2 separate regions of the Bos taurus genome follow, and region 2 is linked to region 1. A link is a contact called in public Hi-C data. All regions are on one chromosome and are shown on one strand. The core of a region is the stretch at or near the end of the contact, and the rest is flanking DNA. Distances in the headings are between cores, read along the strand shown.

Region 1 (3,543 bases), core at 614-3,113:
GCCTCCCGGTCCTCATCAACCAGCTTAGGACAGAAAGAATAAAGTTATAATAAAACATAATGACAGTTTAGTCAAACCGGGAACTCAGTGGCGGGAGCCAGTGACTGGAGTGGAGAAGCAGACGTTTAAAGAGGCGAGGATGAACCCCTCCTCTCACCTCTCGGTTTCATCATTTTAATGATGACACAATGAGTTCCAGGCCTGTGGAGTCAGGAACTATAAATGCTGCATTAACTGTGTCCATAAATAATTATCAACTGTAGCCTTTAAGCTTATTAAAAATAAATTGAGAAATGAATCAATCATTGTCAAACGCTCAGTGAGATGCTGCTAAAAATAAAAGTCCATTTGAAATTCTAAGAGCATCTTACAGCAGATGCCTGTAACAATCTGTCGGTGAAACTTAAAAGAGTAAAAGACGACCTCGGAAGAGTCCAGGCATGACAGTCTGAGAGTTAGAATCTCGGGGTTCCAATCCTGTCTTTTGCCAGGTACCATCCTTGTAGTATGGTCAGTCCTTCCCCCATCTCTGCCTGTCAGTATCCTCGATCGTGTTGACCTACATCTTTGTCTTTTCAGCATCGTGATCTGCCTTGGGAGCCCAGCTGAGATGCCCTGTTCTCCTCTGAGGCTGCTTCTCCTTGGTCTGCAGTTCTCTACAGCAGTGGTGCTCAGCCCGCCAGGGAGTTTTAAAGCCCCCATCCACAAGTGCTTCCCATGATCCCCAACGCATTTCGCCCACATCGTTACACTGACTACGCACAATGTTCGCTCGTTGCACAGGTGTTTATCCAGCACTTACTCTGCACCAGGCACCTTCCAGGTGCTTGGGATAAGATGGACAACAGGGCAGGCACAGCTCCTGTCTTCAAGGAGCTCATGGTACAAGTGATATCACACCCAGTTTACAGGTGAGGAGACTGAGACTCAGAAAAGGCTAAATAGTGGGAAGCGGCAGAGGTGGGATTCAGCCCCAGCCTATGCTGTTTCACTCCCATTGTCACAGACCTTTCTTTTCCCCCTCTCCCAGACTCCTTGGAGGTGGGCTCTGGGTTTCCAGTGCCCGGCTCCCTGTCTTTCTCTGAGTTGCTCAATAACCAAGGCTGGCTTAGCTGAACTCCACAACCCCTGGTGACCTACTCTGTAAAATGCACAGAAACAGGTCTGCATTGCCCTCTCTCGGGGCGGATGTGAAGACCCCAGGCCACACGTGGGCATCTGGAAGGGCCTCTGAGCAAGCTGGAGCCAAATGTAACTTGGAGGCCATACCCTCTGCAGGAAATTCAATCTCCCTGGCTCCACCACTGCGTTGGTCAGCCCTGCCCCAGGCCTCAGTGCACATCGGCGCCTTCCCACAAAGCCTCCAGAAGGTCTCATTACATGCCCAGCACATCCCGCAAACGCTGCGCTCAGGAGCCCATGCGCTCGGGTTTCCTGGGCTGTGTGCGAGCTCCCTGCCACCAGGTCAGGGGGGCCCCGGGGACAGCGGGCAGGGGCCCTGGCAGGCCGGCCGAGTCTTCCAGGCCCTCCCAGGTCTCCACCTGGGCAGAGAGTTCTCGGTTTCCAGATGGGATCACTGTCAGGAGGGAAAGCGACACCGGCTATTTCCTGGAAGGGAAATAACTGCTGAGGCGATGCATTAAGTGAATAGCCTACCCCAACGCTACTTGAGTTTTAGTTTAAAATAAAAAACCAAACAACTTGAAACCAGATCAATACCACTGCCTGGAGAGAGTCAGGGAGAAGCAAAGGAAGCCGGGAAGGGGACAAGCATTGATTTGCTTCCTCCCCGGGGCAGCTCAAACACTGGATGATCTGAGCATGCAGTTAGCCCGTGTCCCAGGTCCTGTCCGCTCCCAGCTTTCTAGTGAGCTGGCCTGACTCAGCCCTTTCCTGACCGGCATCCTGCGTGAGAAGGGCACAGAGTGAAGGAAGGTGGTAAATCTGAGCCCTTCATCGGTGCTGCGTGACTTCAAATTACTGACCCCACCTCTGTTGAGTCTCAAGTTTCACATCTATAAGCTGGGTATAATTATCCCTACCCCAAAGCACCACTGACAGGTAAAATAATAGGAGTGAGGACATAATAAGTATTCAATAAAAGGTAGACGATAATGATAATCATCATCACCGCTTTTTTAAGAGGGACATAATGAAAGTCTAGCTTCACAAAGCTTAGTCCTGTGGCTCTTCTCAGGGCTGGGGAATGTTCTAGAAGGTAGATATGACTGACGGACGCTGTGCACAGGGCAACAAGAGGGGAGTAAGAGCAGGATTCCTAAAAGAGAAATGGAGGGGACGTGTGGCAAAGAGGTTCGATGAATGAAAAGACTGTGGAAATCAGACAAAATTTAAATTAAAAAATTCTAATTTTGCCATCTGCAGCTCCTATTAAATCTGCCTTCTCTTGAACAGTCCTCCTTCCACGCTTTCCCAGCATTCTCCTACTTAACGACAGTAAACACACTCCATAAATTAAAAAAATATAGTAGAGAGGTAATTAATGCTGAGCCATCTAATTCCGAATTTCTAATCATGCTCTGCTTACATTAAAATGAGATTTCAGGCATGTACAACAATCAATTTTACTCTAGCTAAAAAAAACACACACACAAACTAAAGTCAGTTATTTAGGGAGAGATTTGAGAAGCACTTGGCTGCCATGTGTCATCCAAATATGTGGAACTCCGCTGGCGAGCCTGACAGGCTGTGGCACGGTCCTTGCCTTGCCTTCTGTAGAGTCGTGCTCTTGACTATGTTCAGAGAACTAAAGCGTATCGTGAGATCTGGGCTGAAGCTGGGCAGCAGAGCTGGCCCTACAGGAGTGTTTAAAGGGAGCTGGGAGCAGCCGACTCTACAGTTCTATTTCTACTGACCATAGGTTTTAGCGAGTCATTTCTCTTCTCTCTGTGTCAATGTCTCTATTTCTTCATCTGTAAAATGGGCCTAATATTGATGACCATGTTGGTGAAAACACTCTTGCAACTGCAAATTTCCACTGTTCTTAGTGTTTGCCTGAAAGTACCCTGGTGCTTTATGTGATGGTCAGCTGTGTTCAGATGGCCTGAATTTCATGCCTTTCCAGTGTCAAAAGCCAGGGTCAGGGAGAATGACAACAGGAGGGAAGCAGGTGTGTGGAGGCCTCACTTGGGGGCCTCTTCCAGGGCCAACTTACCCAGTAGGCATAGTGCTTGCTGCTGCTAGGTCGCTTCAGTCGTGTCTGACTCTGTGCTTAGGACCATGGAAATATTTTTTTTTTTTTTTGCAATCAGAAGAAAAAAATGCATACAATCTTGCCTGGATTATACTTGTTTTATACCAGTGAGGTCATAAAATCCATTTTTAATATCTCTTTTTGATGGAGGAAGGGTCCATAAAGGCAAGAGGGCAGAGAGCCCTTTCGAGTCGTAACACAGCCCCAACCCAGTTGCTAACAAATGCAAATGGGCTTCCGTTCTTACCTTTTCCAGAACCCAGACTTGTTCCTCTGGGCCTGATGTCTGTTCCTAGACCTCGAAATCTTCCAGAGACAATGCCCAGGTC
Region 2 (3,543 bases), core at 329-2,828, 170 kb after region 1:
CCCGAGGCTTCTGGCGGAATTCAGGCATGGTGCCCTCCTGATTCAGAGGGATCCTTGCAGGACCAGGGTCCATTCTCCTTCCTGTAACAACTGTAAATGAAAAGGACCACCGTGGTGAGCCCTTAGATGGGGATGCAGCCTGGTGTCCACATATTTCTGGAAGCAGTGTTAATGGACCACCCACCCCAGAATTCACCGTGATCTGGAGCAAGCCCAGCGCTACAGAAGAAGAAACCTGAAGCCCCAAGTTCTTTTCCTCCAGCTGCCGTTAGACATCTGGCCACAGCTGGCATTTTGTCAGTGGATGGAGAGTCAGCCGGGAGGAAAACGGAAACATCTTCACGTTGGTGTCATGTACCTTGCACTACAGCACCTCTGAAAAGCACATCTCATCAAGTCTGCACAAAGGCATGCGTGTTTGCACACAGACGTGGTTTATTTTTAATGGTGGTGTCAAAGCAGCGAGTGGACTGAGGCAGTCATTTTACCGACATTAATTTCTGTGATAAAATGGAGGGTTGTCAATTTCTCACTGCAGTGAAAATAAATCAGATGTGAGCCCTTGCCAGATAGCTGTGAAGGCAATGTGCAGGGGACTGGGCTCCTCCAGCAAAGAGATGTTCTGACTCCTATGCTTCTAGGAACACGGGTCAGCAAGGAATTGGTATTTTCAAGACTAGGAATTTCAAGCAAATCTAAAATTGGAAATGTGATTAATCCACTACGTAGTTCTTACCAAAGTACTCTGGGATTAAGAAGGAAGAGAGAACTTAGGGGACAAATGGGAATTTTAATTATTTGAAAGACTGAGAAAATAGGAAAGTAGTCCACAGGTTTTGAGGGGAAAGCGTGGGCTTTAGGGTCAGACACTGAGATTTCCAGATGTGGTCGCTGTAGGATTGAGCATATGTGATACCACGGCCATCAAACCTGGCAATGTTCTAGGCCTGTGGCGCTGTTCTCTTTGCTCACTAGCTGTGTGACTCTAGGAAGTCACCTGACCTCTCTGAGCCTCAATTTCACCTCAGTAGAATGCTCCTGAGCTACAGAATAGCACAGGACAGGTGCTCGAGCAGCAGCGGTGGGCTTCCTCAGCCCTCAGCTCACAGAGGATGGCAGCCAGGGAATGGACTCAGGCCAGGCTCAGACGGCAGGTCCAAGCTCCTCACCCTGACTCCGAGGGGAGGAAAGCTGGCCGAGGGAGCCTCCTCACACAGCTCTGCTCCTTCAGATGCAAAAGGCACAGGAGGCTCAGGTCCTGCCCGGCCAAGAGTCTCCTCAGAAAGGCACCACAGGCAGCCTTCTGCTGAGGGCCTGCCAGGGCCAGGCTGGGTGGCGAAAATAAAACCAACGGCTAACGAGGCACCTTCTGAGGCCTCGGGCATCAAGCCAGCTCGGGCCCTCGGTTTTCCAGCAACAAGAGGAAAAGCAGCACCCTGGCTTGTGGACATCCCCAGACAGTCCTCTCCACAATAGAAGGAAGATTCGAGAACAAACGCTGACCCCAAGCCCCAGCCCGTTCCCAGTAGAGAGCTCCCCCCACCCTCGAGGAGCCCCGCGGACTGTGCTCTGAAATGTGTGTATGTCTCCCTCTGCAGGTGGCCGCTGTCCCTGCACCCGCCGGGACCCGGCACAATGGGTGGGCCCGCCTTTCAGCAGCAGCACATCCCCGCCGGCTTCCCTGGTGATTCAGAGGGTAAAGCGTCTGCCTGCAATGCAGGAGACTAGGGTTCGATCCCTGGGTCGGGAAGATCCCCTGGAGAAGGAAATGGCAACCCACTCCAGTACTCTCGCCTGGAGAATCCCATGGATGGAGGAGCCTGGTGGGCCCCAGGCTATGGGGTTGTAAAGAGTCGGACACGACTGAGCGACTTCACTTTCTTTCCTTATACACCCCTGGGAGGGGGGCGGGGCAGGTCAGAGCCTGGACCTCTCAGGGCTCTCCGGACCCCTGTTGCTGCTGCTAAGTCGCTTCAGTCGTATCCGACTCTATGCAACCCCTAGAGCCCCCATATGGCCTCCAGTGTTGTTGTTAGTTACTCAGTCGTGTCCGACTCTTTGCGACCCATGGACTGTAGCCCGCCAGGCTCCTCTGTCCATGGGATTCTCCAGGCAAGAATACTGGAGTGCGTTGCCATTCCCTTCTCCAGGAGATCTTCCTGAACTAAGGATCGAACCCAGGTCTCCTGCATTGCAGGCAGATTCTTTACCATCTGAGCTACCAGGGAACCCTAGCTGCTACTGCTAAGTCGCTTCAGTCGTGTCCGACTCTGTGCGACCCCATAGACTGCAGCCCACCAGGCTCCCCGGTTCCTGGGATTCTCCAGGCAAGAACACTGGAGTGGGTTGCCATTTCCTTCTCCAATGCATGAAAGTGAAAAGTGAAAGTGAAGTCGCTCAGTCGTGTCCGACTCCCAGTGACCCCATGTACTGCAGCCTACCAGGCTCCTCCGTCCGTGGGATTTTCCAGGCAAGAGTACTGGAGTCGGGTGCCATTGCCTTCTCCAAGGAAGCCTAGAGGAGGGGGCTAATGATTTGATTAGAACGGGTTGCACGGAGCCGGAGGAGGGAACTAATAGGGCTGAACTTGGGATGGAAGAGGGTCCCGCGGGGTCGGGGCCTGGCTGGGAAGGGGCGGGGCTCCGCCCCCGTGAAGGAGGACCCCGTAGTCCTCCGGGTTCTGACTGCCGGCCCCGCCCACAGTGTCTGTGGGTTCCTGCCAGGGGAACTGGACCGCAACCCCCTTGTGTCCTCTACTCCCCGAACTTCCCGGACGAGTACGGGCGAAGGGAACGGCTGAAAACAGATGCTGTCTCCAAAGAATGATATCAGAGTAGCTGCTAATATTCAGCAGATGTCAAGCGCTTTCGGGCCTTCCCAGGGGCTTCCCTGGTGGCTTAGACGGTAAAGAATCTGCTTGCAATGCAGGAGACTCAGGTTTGATCCCTGAGTCGGGAAGATCCCCTGTAGATGGGAATGGCAACCACTCCAGTCTTCTGGCTTGGAGAATTCCGTGGACAGAGGAGCCTGGTGGGCTACAGTCCATGGGGGTCCCAAAAAGTTGGACATGACTGAGCAACTGAGCGCGCGCGCGCACACACACACACACACACACACACACACACACAAGCACTTTACCTCTCTCTCGGTAACCCTGTGAGGGAGTTGTTATTATTATTATTGGTCTCCTAATGTTACAGATGAGAAATCCAATGCTCAGGCACGCTGAGGTCATATATTTGGTAACTGGCAGAGCTGGGGTTCCGACCCAGGGAAGCCTGACTCCAAGGCTTGTGTTCCATTGTTGTGATGGTTCTCCAATGTCAGGGTGCATGCAGATTACCTAGAATGAATGTCAAAAGGCAGGTTCTAGGGCCTGGCTCCCATAGATCTGGATTCATCAGGCCTTGTGCAAGACCCAGGAATCTGCATTTTAAAAACTACAGTTGGTGAATTCTGAGTAGCTGCTCCATGGATCCTACTTCAAGATACACTGCAGGACGCTGGGCTGCGCCCATCTAAGGGCTCAAATATCAACCAATG

The links. A called contact is a pair of places that touch in the nucleus more often than the background predicts.
Region 2: a contact with region 1 is called in a Hi-C map of skeletal muscle, with 10 times the contacts expected there. The contact joins two enhancer-like sites. A contact is called at or near these places in 8 of 11 Hi-C or Micro-C datasets (4-cell embryo, 8-cell embryo, blastocyst and 4 more).

What each region holds. Positions count from the first base shown.
Region 1 is chr29:25,188,853-25,192,395 of ARS-UCD2.0, forward strand. The region is part of intron 1 of NAV2 (neuron navigator 2); the gene reads right to left. Among named protein-coding and RNA genes, the nearest start is that of NAV2, 34 kb to the right of the region's middle. Within about 2 kb of position 1,864, at least 2 of the 102 cell types and tissues checked have an H3K27ac peak or open chromatin away from gene starts, as enhancers often do. A contact at or near this core is called in skeletal muscle, where this site is marked.
Region 2 is chr29:25,357,668-25,361,210 of ARS-UCD2.0, forward strand. No RefSeq gene overlaps it. Among named protein-coding and RNA genes, the nearest start is that of NAV2, 130 kb to the left of the region's middle. Within about 2 kb of position 1,579, at least 19 of the 102 cell types and tissues checked have an H3K27ac peak or open chromatin away from gene starts, as enhancers often do. A contact at or near this core is called in skeletal muscle, where this site is marked.